Linked DNA regions of Mus musculus: region 2 is linked to region 1. A link is a contact called in public HiChIP or PLAC-seq data. All regions are on one chromosome and are shown on one strand. Each heading gives the region's core, a stretch centred on a gene start, on an enhancer-like site or on the middle of the called end of the contact. The rest is flanking DNA. Distances are from core to core; before and after follow the strand shown. Region 1 has its middle 61 kb from the start of Tbc1d9. Region 2 overlaps Tbc1d9 (TBC1 domain family, member 9).

The links. HiChIP or PLAC-seq counts read pairs in DNA pulled down with a chosen protein or histone mark.
Region 2: a contact with region 1 is called in an H3K27ac HiChIP or PLAC-seq map of microglia, with 5 times the contacts expected there. The contact joins two enhancer-like sites. A contact is called at or near these places in 1 of 15 datasets of contacts at CTCF or cohesin (pro-B cells), 4 of 484 Hi-C or Micro-C datasets (bone marrow-derived macrophages, embryonic stem cells, nephron progenitors and 1 more), 3 of 115 datasets of contacts at active chromatin or transcription factors (bone marrow-derived macrophages and microglia) and 2 of 9 other capture datasets (bone marrow-derived macrophages and embryonic stem cells).

What each region holds. Positions count from the first base shown.
Region 1 is chr8:83,101,188-83,108,480 of GRCm38.p6, reverse strand. No RefSeq gene overlaps it. Among named protein-coding and RNA genes, the nearest start is that of Tbc1d9, 61 kb to the left of the region's middle. Within about 2 kb of position 4,325, at least 48 of the 459 cell types and tissues checked have an H3K27ac peak or open chromatin away from gene starts, as enhancers often do. A contact at or near this core is called in microglia, where this site is marked.
Region 2 is chr8:83,212,667-83,219,959 of GRCm38.p6, reverse strand. All of the region lies in intron 2 of Tbc1d9 (TBC1 domain family, member 9), which reads right to left. Among named protein-coding and RNA genes, the nearest start is that of Gm42027, 6.6 kb to the left of the region's middle. Within about 2 kb of position 2,734, at least 10 of the 459 cell types and tissues checked have an H3K27ac peak or open chromatin away from gene starts, as enhancers often do. A contact at or near this core is called in microglia, where this site is marked.

The DNA of each region.
Region 1 (7,293 bases), core at 3,076-5,575:
CAAGTGCGAGGGGGTGAATGAAACCAACTCACCAAAGCAAAGTTTTCCAAACACCCTTTGTTGTAAGCACAGTGCAGGTCCTGACTTCATGAAGGAGCTGGCCTGCTGAGCTCCTCCCAGTTTAATTAGGAGGCTTGCAGATTTCATTTGACACAATCCTGTGAGAGGTCTCAACACACTTCTACACATCACTGTAAATTTCCCTTTCCTCAGAAGGCTGCAAGGCATCTTGTTTTCCTCCCTTCTCAAGTACTTTCCTACCGATAGACAAGCCACAGAAGACCCTTTATATTTCCTTGCTTTCCTTTGTCCTTGGTTTTCTGTTACTTTTTCCCCTCAGGAAGAAGGATGCCTTTACAGTTTAAGTCTGTTACACATATTTTGTTTCCACATCTGTTGTCAATGGTACATCTCACGAATCACAGCTAGCAACTTCTCCGCGTTATTCCTTGCTATCACTAGCAACATCTGTATTTATACTGCTCTTAAACTCAGTTAAGTGCATTGACCTGGTGTCTTACTCGTCTTGTTTGGGATTTCTGGCAAATGTCAAGGAAGAAGGAATGGTTCCTGACTAAGGTTGTAGGCATACAGGTCTTGAGCCTGCTTCACTTCTACTTTAACATAAAATGTCTGTACATGAAAGGAAGAGCAGACTGTGGGAAGTAAGCATTTACTTCATAGCAAATGCTGATAATTGCACTGAAATCTTTGCTGTCCATTGAGAGTCCAACTGAATTATGGGGGTAAAGGGGCTTCTTTCCCTGCCCATAATGTAAATCTCCTTATCTTTTTGCCACTTCATTACAAGTCTAGATGGTTCCCAGTCCTAGAAGAAGATGAGATCTAATGTCAAAGCATACACTCTTCTGGAAGGGATCTGATTGTCTCTGCTGGTCTGGCAGGCCCAGCCTAGAGCTATTTCGAGGACATATGGATGCAGTGTCGAGGAGTGACCAGTATAAACATACTGAGGGAGCTACAGCACACCAGTGATGTCTCTTACAGGTCTCTGTTCTTTCAAGAATTGAACTCACTGGGGTTTTTAAGTATTCTTAGGGTGGTGGTTTGAATATGCTTAGCCTGTGGAAAGTGGCAGTATTGGGAGGTGTGGCCTTGTTGGAATAGGTGTGGCCTTGTTGGAGCAAGTGTGCCACTGTGTAGGTGAGGTCTTATGCTCAAGCTCTACCTAGTGCAGAAGTGACCCTCCACTTCTTGGCTACCTGCATAAGACAGTCTCCACCTGGCTGCCTGCACAAGACAGTCTCCACCTGGCTGTCTTTGGATCAGGTTTTGTACACTTGTTGCACCAAGATGATCCCAATATCAAGGTTTGAAGATGTGATGATGAGCCAAGAGGCTCTCCTGGGGCTAACGGTGTTTCCTGACTCACTGGGATGCTTTGTAGATGGGTTCCTGCTCAGTAAGTACAAGCCAATGCTCTAATAAATGGTACCCAAATTTACAGGGTTCATTTGATAAAGGCTGATTTCTTCTTACCATGTCACAGTTCTAGGCAGGGCAGGGGAATCTCTGCTCCTTGAAGTTGTTCAGGGACGCAAGTTTGCTCAACATGACTTCCTTGGTATTGCTCTCTGAGTCATCCTTTGAATATTCCGCCATCAGCTAGTACACAGAATAGAAGAAAGTGCTAACCCTGTCTAGGAGTTGGGAGAACCTCCCAACATTGAAGTAGACTCAGAGGGATGGGTAGAATGTAACTAGATATTCTGTCAAGGGAAAATCATGGCACTCTTATAGAATCATAGGAAAACACGGTGTGTTACTGTAATAGCTAGAGTCATAAGTTGGAACACAGGATCCTTGAGTCACTTCTTTCCCATGACTTTGCAGTAACCTGAGAGGTCTCATCATGTTTCTGCTGCATCTGAAGCAACAGTTGCCTATTTCTGTTTCGTATAGGTATTAATCCTCCTGCATGGAGAGTGGCTCTCAGAGGCTTGAAGACTCTAGAACTTTAGTTCTAAAGAGAAGCAGAAAAATTTAAAAGAGAAAGAAGAAAACAAAAGCAAAAACAAAGATCTTATGTTGATTATGACAGCCTCTAATATGCAGTGCAGCAAGGAACACTTATTATCTACATAGCATGCAGATAGTCTACTAATTTGAGCTTCCTGAAGGTAATTGCTGTGGCTTATGTGGAGTACCTTCATTCAAGGCACACAGGCACATATTGTCCTATCAGCTCTTTGTCATATGAGCCCTTCCACAGCACCACTCACAGTCTGGCCTCTTGCTTTTTCCAGCTTAGGTGAAAATGAAACAAAAAGGACAAGATGGAAATTGCAGACATTTTGTAATTTATTCGAAGAAGTGACATGTGATGGCTAGTTTTAAGTGTCAACTTCACACCATCTATAATCACCCAAGAAGAGAGTCTCAATGAGGGATTGTCTAAATCAGGTTGGTCCTGTGAACATGTTTTGTTTATTCTTGATAATTGAAGTGGAAGATACTGCCCATTGTGGGCAGCATCATTCCCTAGTCAGAGAGATCCTGCAGCTTATTAAGTGTAAAGAGGGGGCTGAATATAAGTAAACACTCATTCATCCATTTGTCTCTGCTCTTGACTGTGGATATGACTAGTTGTATTATGTTTCTGCCTTGACTTCCCAGCAATGATAAACTACAACCTGGAATAGTGAGTTAAATAAACTTCTTCCCTAGGCTATTTTTTATTAGGGTATTTTATTACAGTAACATGAATGAAAGCAGGACATATAGCATCATATTTGCCACATTCTATTTGCTAGTGGTGAGACACTTGACTTAGCCATACTTAGTGAGTCAGGTCTACCTGGCTGTTGCCAGGTAACTGTGGGGAGGAGCATACCTGGCTGTTGCCAGGTTAACTGTAGGGTGGAGTTTAGACAGAATGCTAACACCAGCAGGTTTAGTTCATTGGTACCATGCTGTGGACTGTCTGGTATGGAATGTTACCTACTGGGATGGTGAATCTTGATTGCTAACCTGATTGGAACAGGTTGTCAACCAGATTGGAACCTAGAAAATTATCAAAGCACCTTCTGGCTGTATCCATGATGGTGTTTCCAGAGACAGAAAATGGACAAAGGGGCCAGCCCTTAAAGGGGGAAGACTTGCCTTGAACGTGGATGGCACTGTCCAATAGGCTAGAGCCTTGAATGGAACAAAGGTAGAGGAAGGAGGGAACCAACCAGTAGGTGCAAGCTTTACTACTCTGGAGCAGATGTGCACATTGCTGCTTGTGTCACTCATGGACACAATTTTGCCTTCTGCATCCTTTCAGAATCCTAGTCAGACACTCTCCAAGATGCTTCCAGGCATTAAATCTCAGACTGGGACAGCATCATTTTTCAATTTTGTTCTCAAGCTTCCAACTTCTAGGGCCAAGCAGTTACAGAATTCTCTGCTTCTCCATTGCGCAGATAGTCATTGTGGCACAGATTGTGTGAGCCAATCTAATAAAGTTCTTATAATTATAAGCGGAATATACATTGTATAGGAGGAGACCATGACAAATGCAGATATCTCTAGAGTGTAACCCTGGATAACACAGAGCAGATGTCCCAAGAACTGCTTAGGCAAAAGATTCCAGCTGAGTGGAGATACTGACATTGCATAGGGGCCACCACCTAAAGAGGCTTCCTCAAGCATATCCTTGTCTCCCTTGTCTCTGTTCTGGGCATCCTGATCCTAATGAACAGGGCAGAAAGGCAGAGCTCTGCCAAGACACAAAGAGTTCAGGGTATTGCTTACTTGTTTTGAGTTTGGCTTTATGTGTATGAGCCAGGTAATCATTTGGCCAATCACTGAACAACTGAACACATTCCATGGGCCAGGCCCAGGTAACAAATGGGGAAGGCAGGAAGATCTTTGCTCATTGGAGAATGTGTTGCAGTCATTATTTTCCTTTTGGGTTTGAAATGGTTTCTCTGTTGGTTTAGAGAGAATACCACAGATCCTATACTCTGGTTGCATAATCATGGCGGTGCTGGGGAGCCTGTTAGCCATTAGCAGGAGGTTTACTATCCTGAAAGTCATTGTCCTAGGTCTTGTCTCTGATCACCCACTCACTTTGACTGCCCTGAAGCAGTGTTGACAAATATAAGTGCATTCTCACACCTACCTCCTAGATTCCCTCTCTGATGTCTTTTTTTTTTTCCAGAGTATTGCTAAATAATCCAGTACAGGGCTGCCTTGAATTCTCTATGTAAGCCCAGGCTAGCCTAAAACTGGAAGCGATCTTTCCCTACTTCTGCCTTCTGAGAGTTTGTGTTATAGTCATGTGTTAGCATGACTGGCTGGTTTCATTTCTGTTTTTTTGTATATGTGACTTACTGCCTGGTAATATGTGGATAATTTACTTCTTGTCTCTATTGTGTGTGCTTCTGCTATATCTCGAGACATAAGTCTAGAGCTATGTGTGTCTCCTACTGTACTCAGCTAATAGTAATTGAGAAATGAAGTGAGCCCCATCATGTCAGGCTTCCCATTTAGGTCCTATGTTGTTGTTTAGGAAATGCTTATGCGAGCAAACATAAGAGTAGCATTAAGAACATTCATTGCTCTTGTAGAAGACCCAGGTTCGATTCTCAGTGCCCACATGGTGGCTTATAACTGTCTCTAATTCCAGTTCCAGGTGATCTAACACCCTTTTTCGATGCATGTGGTGCACAGACATACATATGAGCAAACCTATACATATAAAATAAATAAATAATTAATCTAAAATAAAGAAGTTCTTGCTGTGTAGGCCTGGATGGCTTGGAACTTGTTATTTGTGGCAATCCTCCTGCTTCTGCCTCTAGAGTCCAGGGATTACAGGTATATGACACCACACCAGACTGGATGATTTTTCTGAAGGAATAATGATGCCGAGAAAACTGCCCAGGCCCTTACTGTGGCTACTAGTCCCAGCAAGGAAATTGGGTTTAATTTGTTCCTGCGACTAAGAAATGAGAAGTGATTCACAAATGCCAAGTGTGTTGGTGATGAATGTAGTCATGGCTGGCTCTTATGCCAATGGGTCAGTGATGAATGGAGTCGTGGCTCTCTCCCATGCCACAGTTCTTCCTCTCGTCTGTCCAGCAGTCTAGTTTTCATTGTTCTAATGAGTCTCTGCAGGGGCAGGGTGAGCAGGCCGCTAATGAAGCCTGGGTCGCCTGGTGGTCTGAGTTGAGTCTAATTGGAGCCAAATCATCTGCTCTCTACTTTATCCTGTGAAGCATGAGGAGACGCTGGGAAGCAGCAACTGCTTTCTTCAAGCACTCAGGGAAGTTCGATGCTGTAAACTCTCCAGGCCTTGCAAAGGAAGTGTTTATGGGAAGTGAAGCTACCGTGGCTAACCTCAGCTTTTGGTTTAATTTTTGTTCTCACTTATGTCTTCCTCCCATTGCTCTGAATGTTCTTCTGACTTCTTAACACAATCCTTTAGTTAAAGCCCTTGATGTTTATAATGGTGGACAATGTAAAATTTCAGGTTTTAATATTGAACTGTGTACACACACACACACACACACACACACACACACACGAGGATAATCAAAGCAGATCTGATTATGCATACCAGGCTGGCCTCCGATGTATAGAGATCCAGCCTCTGCCTTTCCTTTGCTGAGATCAAAGGAAGGTGACGTCATGCCCAATCCATTTTGACGACAAATGGCTTTGCTTGACAATTAAATTATAGTTATATAATATATAATAGAATTGTATACTTAAAATCACACACATACACACACACACATCCATCCATATGCCAATTGCAAAACTGAGTTTTGTCTGAATAACTTGATTCCGCTTTGCAGAAAGCAGCCTGCACTTCTGTAGAAGGGCAAAAGTCACAGACTCAACTCCATTTGGCTAGAGATTCCTTCAGAAGAAGCTAAAAGCCTCTGACTTCACTTTCACTGTGGGGTGTGGGGAGGGGTTTTGTCATTGTCATGGTAAACTCTGAAACCCAAGTGCTTGTTGTAGATGTGGCACAGAATGGGTAATCATGGGCGCTTCTGTCTCACCATTCTGTGCCCTGGAGTTCTCTTCCTAACAGGAATGGGAAGCAGGGTTGCTGCAGGGAAGAGTCTGAACAGAGAACTAAGTTTTAACCTGAAGTATCAGTATAAAGTCATGAGGTAGCTTTTCTTGCTCTCTTTCCCTGTGCCCTCTCTCCTTTCTTCTATCCTTCCTCTCTTCCATAAATAAAAATGTGTGCACTATAGAAAAGCCTAGATCAGTGACTGCCCCAGCCTGCATCTCCACATACCACTTTTTAGAGATAAGGCTAATTTCATGTTTGGAACAAGAAATGTGTAATACAGTTTTAGGAGATTGGATTTTAGTAGACAGCAAGGATACTTTTAAATATTAGTGACATTCTGTTAGGAGGGTGTAAGAGTCACTTAGAGACCTCCATGGACAACAGATTGGCAAATGTGAACTTTCTGTAGTTGGATCACCTCAGTTCCAGGTCTGCCAGGCAGGCTGCTCTCATGAGCATCAGACACAGGAGAGGCTGAGCTGAGTCAGGACTTGCTTTTTCCAGCCTTGACCTAGTCAATCACAGTGTTCCAGTTTTCTCTCATCCAGTGCAATGTCCCCATCTGCACAGGCATCTTGAGATACTTCCGATGATCTGCCTTGAAGGTGGCAAGGTGTTTTTGTCTTGTTTTTTGTTTTGTTTTTGTTTTTGACAGGGTTTCTCTGTGTAGCCCTGGCTGTTCTAGAACTCACTCTGTAGACCAGACTGGCCTTGAACTCAGAGATCTGCCTACCTCTGCCTCCCAAGTGCTGGGAGTAAAGATGTGTTGCCACTGCTGCCCAGTGAAAATGTTAATTTTTTAAAATATATGTCCTCTTATTATTCTTTTCTATTTTTTTCTTAATGTTTAGTTAGCATTTAAATGCTATGCTTCCCAGTTTCCTCCCCAGGTGTCCCAGACAGCCCAGTATAATAGCCAGATAGGACTAATTCTAGCCCCTCGGTGGACTATATTATTTATTTTGAATGAAAAGCATTGATCAGATAGGAGTGTGATAGGATATCTGTCAGGTATTGTGGTAATTCTTTCAATTCTTAGTTATTAATTGATTTTTAAATTTTATGTGTGTGAGTGTTTTGCCTGCATGTATGTATATGTACCATCTGTGTGCAGGGCATTCAGAGGCCAGAAGAGGGTAAAGGGTTCCCTGGAACTGGAGTTAGTTGTGGGCTGTCATCTGGGTTCTGGGAACTAATCCCAGTCCTCTGTAAGAGCGGTGCTCTTAACCATTGTGCCATCTCTGCAGTCCCTC
Region 2 (7,293 bases), core at 1,485-3,984, 110 kb before region 1:
AAACCTCATGGGAGAGAGTCTAACACACAGGTTAGAACTCAGGGAGTCTTTCCAACTCAAAATGCAATGATTATTTGGAATAATTAGGAAACTAATCAAGTTGAGTTTGACAGAGAATTTTTAGCCCTTTGGAGTAATAAATTTAAATAGTAATGGAATTTTTCTTTAAAAAGGTTTAAAACAAACCCCTGGGCCTCCCACACTCTGGCTATTCTTCAGATTGCATGAATTTCTCACTGCAAACCTGAGCCCGTCTTTGTCAAGGTCACCAATCCCATGAGCTGTAGATGTTACGGTATCCAGGGCACCTTGCAGGGTGAGTGCCAACCAAGTGCCCGCCATCCCACAGCTCCATCTGTGCTTGTTGGCATGGGCAGATACAATGAACCTTAGAAAAGAGGCCCACGGAGAGATGCACAGGATTACAGAGCTGCTTCTCATCCACACTGTACGGCCCGTAGCCTCTGCCTTTTGCCTCCTATGTACTTCATCTTATGACCACCATGAATGTGCCAGAAGCCGGCTGTGGTTTGGTAATGGAGGTCTGCTTCTTGAATGCTTATTACCGAAATCTGCCCTTTGCAAAGCAAAGCAAAGCAAAGCAAAGCAAAGCAAAGCAAAGCAAAGCAAAGCAAAGCAAAGCAAAGCAAAGCAAAGCAAAGCAAAGCAAAGCAAAGCAAAGCAAAGCAAAGCAAAGCAAAACAATCACACTATGACTTTTATTCTCTGTCTGTCTGTCTGTCTGTCTGTCTGTCTGTCTGTCTGTCTGTCTCTCTCTGTGTGTGTGTGTGTGTGTGTGTGTGTGTGTGTGTGAGAGAGAGAGAGAGAGAGAGAGAGAGAGAGAGAGAGAGAGAGAGAGAGAGAGAGAGAGAGAGAAGTCAACTACACACACCTCTGATGCCATCTAAATTAGTTTTGAGATAGGGTCTCTTGTTGACCTGGAAGAAACTTCCTCTTCCTATTGGAGTGATAAAACTTGAAACTTGAGGGAGAGGGCTTATTCTGGTCCACAGTTCAAGGGCCCAGTAACACACGGCAGGGAAATCAAGGTATCAAGGTCACAGGAGCTTGAAGCAAGTTGATCTGAGTCCCATCAATAGTCTGAAACAGGGGGATGGATGCAGGACTGTGACCCCATTCCCTTTCTCTATTTACACAGCCCAGAATCTCAGCTAGGGAACTGTGCCACCCATAGTGGGTGGGGTCTCTCGTTACAATTAAAATAATCCAGAGAGCCCCATACATGTGTACCCAGAGACCCATCTCCCAGGCCATTCTGGAGCTTCTCACGCTGTCAAGTTGACAGTAAATATGACATATCAGGACTAAGCAATGAGGCTAGGCTGCGGTTCTCCTCTTTCCCACCCTGGGATTACAGGTACATGCCACCACACCTAGTTTTAATCCCATGGATACTAGGGGTTAAATCCATGTCATCAGGCTTGTGCAGTAAGCATTTTATTGACTGGATTATCTCCTCAGCTCAGTAGTTAGACTCCCTGTTACACCTACATGATCCAACCTATTGGCTCTGCTTAACCCCAGTACTCCTTGGTTATCATGGGTTGAACACACTTATCAGGTTTAAGGTTTAGAACAGAACAGATGCATCTTAGCTTTGCACTGTTTTAGACTGCTTTCTTTCTTATTCTTTTTTCTCTCTTTCTTTCTTTTGTTGTTTGTTTATTTGTTTGTTTGTTTAAAGAGAATGTTTCTTTGTTTTCACTCTTGCTGTCCTGGAACTCACTCTGTACACAAGGCTGGCCTCAAACTCACAGAGATCTGCCTGCCTCTGTCTTCCCAGCGCTGGGATTAAAGGCATGTGCTACCACCACCTGGCTTCCATATTTTCTCTATCCAGAGCTATGCATATCTAACTCTACCACACCCATACCTACAGTAGGAATAGCGTGTGCATGCACACATTAACTTGACAAACATCTACTCTTCCCCCATGGTGCATTGCCATCCCTGCTTAAAGCCAGATCTCAAGCATGGTTGCACATGTTTATAATCCCAACACTTGTGAGGCTCAGGCAGGAGGATTGTAGTGAGTTTGAGGCCAGCCTGGACTACACAGTAAGACTGTCTTGAAAAGTGTGTTTATGTGTATGTGTGATGGCTCAGCAGATAATGTCACTTGCCAAGCCTGATGACCTAAATTCAATCCCTAGGATCCACAAGCTGAAAGGAGAAAACCCACTCCCACAGGTTGTCCTCTGATTGTGACACACACCCACGACACTCTCATGCCCGGTAATCACAGTACTGTTTGAAGGAACCTGACAGGAAGCCCTTTCACCATGACTGTCATGACCTGGTCTATTCATGGAACAGTTTGTGCAAGATTGTGTATTAACTCAGTCAGTAGAGCTTGAGACTCTTAATCTCAGGGTCGTGGGTTTGTGCCCCACCTTAGGCACCACCTGTTGCTGGAAATATTAAAATGAACAGCGAGTTCCCACTCAGCCACAGTAGTCTCGCAGGCCAGTTCTTATCTCGTGGAGACTCTCTGACCCAGAGCTCCAAAATCTCTCCATCCAGATCACTCAGTTCCCACTGGTGGGCTGCTACCACGCCAGCCCCATGCTTCAAATCTCCCACAGCCTTTGTGGTGCACCTCTGACAAACCCACGCTTTGCTGCCATACCTTTCTCTCTTGAACCCAGTCGAACCGCTGCGTGAAGGAAAACACCACACAGACTTAGTTCAGAAACAGAAGTGAAAGAAAGGGTTTGGCTGTTAGTTTTCTGGAAAGATCCCACTTACTGAAATAGAGCAAGGAAAAAACAAGCTGAGTTGTCTGGACTAAGCTAGAAAAACAAAGAAAGCCAGAGTTGGCGGTGAAGGTCACCCAGAGAGCTCTGCTAAGAAAAAACAAGGCCCACACTTGATGTCCTTCAGGTTGATTAGACACTGGCTTTTGAAAGATGAGAAGCTGTGTTTTTAGAGGATTTGTGGACAGTCACCAGGAGATCTCATACATGTGTCACACATGCTATGTATGACAATAACAGAAAACACAGAGTCATTGTGGTCTGATGTCTCACCCAGCCTAAAATGTATCTTCAAGTCCATGGTGTGTACTTGAAATTAGAAGAAATTTGAAGACAGACCTGCAGAGTGAATTTATGCTGCCTGATCTCTAAGGGTTAAAAACAAAGGTTTAAGGCCCCGTGGATCGATGTCCAATGGCTACCTCCGGTGCAATACTAACATAATGCACGTTGGACTTTGGTCTGGAGACAGACTATAGCACTGCCCTGAAATTTTCTCACTGTTAGGGTGTGTGGGAAGAGACTGAGCGAGAATAAGTTAGTCTGCATAATAAAACAAACAAGCAAACAGCAACAGAGCAGAAAACAAAGCCCACTAAACCTTCGAGAGCCTGAAAATACTGTGGGTTTTCAGAAGCAAAACAGGCTGAGTAGATCTCTGCTTTATTTCAGCCTTCAAATATACAGCATTCAGTTACTCAAATAAAAGAAAACCAACAAAGACATCCCTTGTGGTTTTCTCCAAAATGCAACCATACACAAAAGGTTTAAGGTTAACCCGCAAATGAAGGCAAGAGAAACACCCAGTGCCCTGAACACCGAGGTGCCTGTGGCCGGCTATCACTGTGTCCTTCTCTCTCCAGTTAAGAGATGCTGTTATGTAGAGTGAGCTGGCTTCATGCTCAGTACATCAGTACCCACTCAGTACATCAGTACACACTCAAGGGGGACCTCAAGTGACACACTTATACCTCAGCACCTGGAAAAAGACAAACTTGTATTTGTCCTTGTATGGGAAAGGGACAAACTTGTATTTGGAGGACTAGGCAAAGGCAAAACACACACACACACACACACACACACACACACACATTGTTGTGACTTGAAATGTTCAGAAGTCTACCTTCTCAAAACCCGCATCTAATCAGAGCTATCACCATAAACAATGTAAAGAAACGTGAAAGACAGCATTCTGCTACTTGCACTCCCCAATGCCAGGCTAGAGCAGAGTTGGCCCAGGAAGCAAAACCATAATAATCCTCTATAGATGAGGAAGCAGGACCTCTCACATCGCTATGTATCGGATCCAGACTTTCTGGCTCTTAAACCCATGTCCATATTTGCTGGTCACTGCCATCCTTCCTTCCCCTACTTCACAAGTATAGGTCTCCGGGGTCATACGGACAAAGGTCAGACTCTGCAGGGTCATAAGGACCCAGGCTATTGAAAGTCACTATTACGTGATATCTCCTACTATCAAGGACTAGAATGCAGATGGGATGCTGGGGGATGTAAGAAGCCTCTTGGTGCTTCAGGTTTCTCCTCTGTGCTACATAGGCAATGACACTTGCTGTATTAGTTTGTGCTAGAGACTCAGCACGACAGCACTTGGCACATCTAGCACGGACCTAGAGCACAGAAAGCCCTGTAGAGTTTCTTTGCTAGGACTGTCACAACAGCAGCAGAGTACCAAACTTTACCTTGAGGCAGGACTCAGAAAATATTTCTAACTTCTGGCCCGAGGACACAAAGATACCAGCTGCCTGACCTCTGCCCAGTCACGTGCCCTCTGCAGGTCTCTGGTGCTCTTGGCACCCCGACGTCTGTGCCCAGATCACCACAGGAAAGCATTCTGTGAAACTCCTTGAGCACAGGCCACAAGCTGCTTTCATAACTGCTTCTAATCTCTCACAGGTCCTAACAACATGCTTGTCACACTGTAATCACTTGGAGACAAGAGAGCTCCAGGGAGCCTGTCTGGCTTTGGCAGTAAAGATAAGGGGCTGGTGTCCTTTACTAAGTGCCAAAAACACCTAATGGTGGGAGTGTATGTTCTTATCTTTCTGGAAGACAATTAGGGGGCAGATATTAGACATTCTTTCTTAAACACCTCGTCTCTGAGTGTGTGTGTGTGTGGGGGGGGGCTGGGAGGCACTAGTCATGTGTGACAAGTATATATAAGGAGGTTAGAATTGGTATTTTCCTTCCACTGTGTGTGTCCCTGAAATCTAACTGAGGTCACCTGGCTCAGCAGAAAATGCCTTTACTCAGTGAGCCAGTGTGGGTAGTCTTTGACTACCAGTATCTATTTCTATAAATTTATCCTAAGGTGATGTCCAGAGGTTTAGCTAAGACAACTACTCACTGATAGCAGGGTGTTCAAAATACAGTTGCAAAGCAAACAGCCTTAGATGTTTTAAGGAGAGTGTAATGGCAAGTTGAATTATGTTGTATGCCCAACAAATCAGTACCTATTAATATTAGTTTTGCAAACCCTTTTATTTGTATAGAAATTGTTTTCAATGCTATACTTTGATTTTCATTTGCTTTAAAATACTTATATGTACACATATGTTTTATATAATACATAGTATACACACATATAAATGTATATAGTACATATACATTGTACATATATTTACCTATAAATGAAAATATAGACAAAGTATGTAAAGTGTGCATCTATATTCTCAGGCTTGAGAGCATTTGATGACTTCTGATATGCTACTACAGCTTTGTCCTTTTTAATGTTCTTTTCTTATCTATATTTTATTATTTTGCAAAGAATATATATTAATTAAAGAAAAAAGAAAAAATTTCCTTTAAGTTATTGTGTTCCCAAAGATATAAGACCGGTTCTTGAGGGCTGGGTGGTTATGTTTTTTGTTTTGCTTTGAGGTATGAGGACTCGAGTTCAGTCTCCTGGACCCACACGGCAGAAGCTGGGCACGGTGGTACAAGGCTGGAATCGCTGCACTGGGAAGACAGGTACATTTGTGAGGCTCACTGGCCAGCCAGCGTAGCTTACTGGTGAGCCTCAGGCTAATGAGAAACATGGCCACAGAAAGCAAGGTTAAAAACACTTAAGCAATGACAATTAGCTTAAGTGAATAGCTCTCACATTCATGATATGTATGCACATCATCACACACATGTACCTGCACACACATGAAAATTCACATACATGCATACACATAAGAACATCTTTGAACTACACAGACTGAAACAATGGTTCTAAAAATGCTTTTCAACTTCCACATGTTCTATCTCACCTAGAAGGACAATTAATAAGCTGACATTTTTTGGTCTACCGTAGGGAATGACTAGAAGCAGAACCATTAGCAATGCTTGGTTACTCTCTGGGTCTTATAAAACTACTGGCTAAAAGAATGTGTAATCATGAAGCCAGCATGGTGCCCCTGACATGGTGCCAGACAGAGCACAGGGGCATGACAATGAGTGTTGAGCTCTATGTACATAAGGAGCTATAACTGGGAATGTGAACACTGCCCCTCCCTGCCCTCCTAAAACATGGTGGTTGACGAAATGATGGCTGGTGGCCCCGTCAGTTCTGAAACCAAATGGTTGAAAAGACCCTGATGAGATTCTGAGTTGGCAAAACAAAGTTAGACCAAATCAATGGGCAACCAAGCCAAGGCCCTGTTCAGACTGTGTAATAGGAGTGGTGTCCATCAAACAGTGCAGCTGACAATGCTCCCGGTAAGGTAATTACCATGTTAGCAATAAGCTACACTTATCCACAGGTCCAGAAAATTCCTCTTGTCTGGGAGTCTGACTCTAATCTAAGGCAAACCACATACCAGGACTTACAGTTGAGAGTCCTGCGGATCTACAGAGGTGGGCCATGGATGGCTGACATGGGTGACTGATGCTCTCCTAATTCAGCTCACTCTCATAGATAATTTACAGTGTCACATAGGACAAAGCTTTGTGATTTTTACGGCTTTCCAAGGAACCTGTCTTAGTTAGAGTTTTATTGCTGCGAAGAGACTCCATGTCCATGAAAACTCTTATAAAGAAAAACATTTAGTTGGAGCTGGCTTACAGTTTCAGAGGTTCAGTCCATTATCATCATGGTGAGAAGCATGGCAGTGTGCAGGGAATTCTACATCTTCATCCGTAGGCTTGGGCATATTAGACCTCAAAGCCCTCCCCCACAGTGACACACTTCCTCCAACAAGGCCATACCTCCTAATGGTGCCACTCCCAATGGGCCAAGCATTCAAACACATGAGTCTATGGGGAGCCATTCCTATTGAAACCACCATAGAACCCAATTTTCTCTTGAAGTTTCCTGTACAATAATTTGTGAAATACACATAAACTTAAAAACCTCTGACATATTTCCCTACCAATTACCAACTTTACACTTTAACATTAAGATTATAAACAGAAAGGTTAGCACACCGAGGAAATGTTTGTGGGGGTAAGAGCTTCTATTTTTAAAATTAGTAATTCCTATTTCAAACTCAAGTTGGAATGAATCGAAAAATCA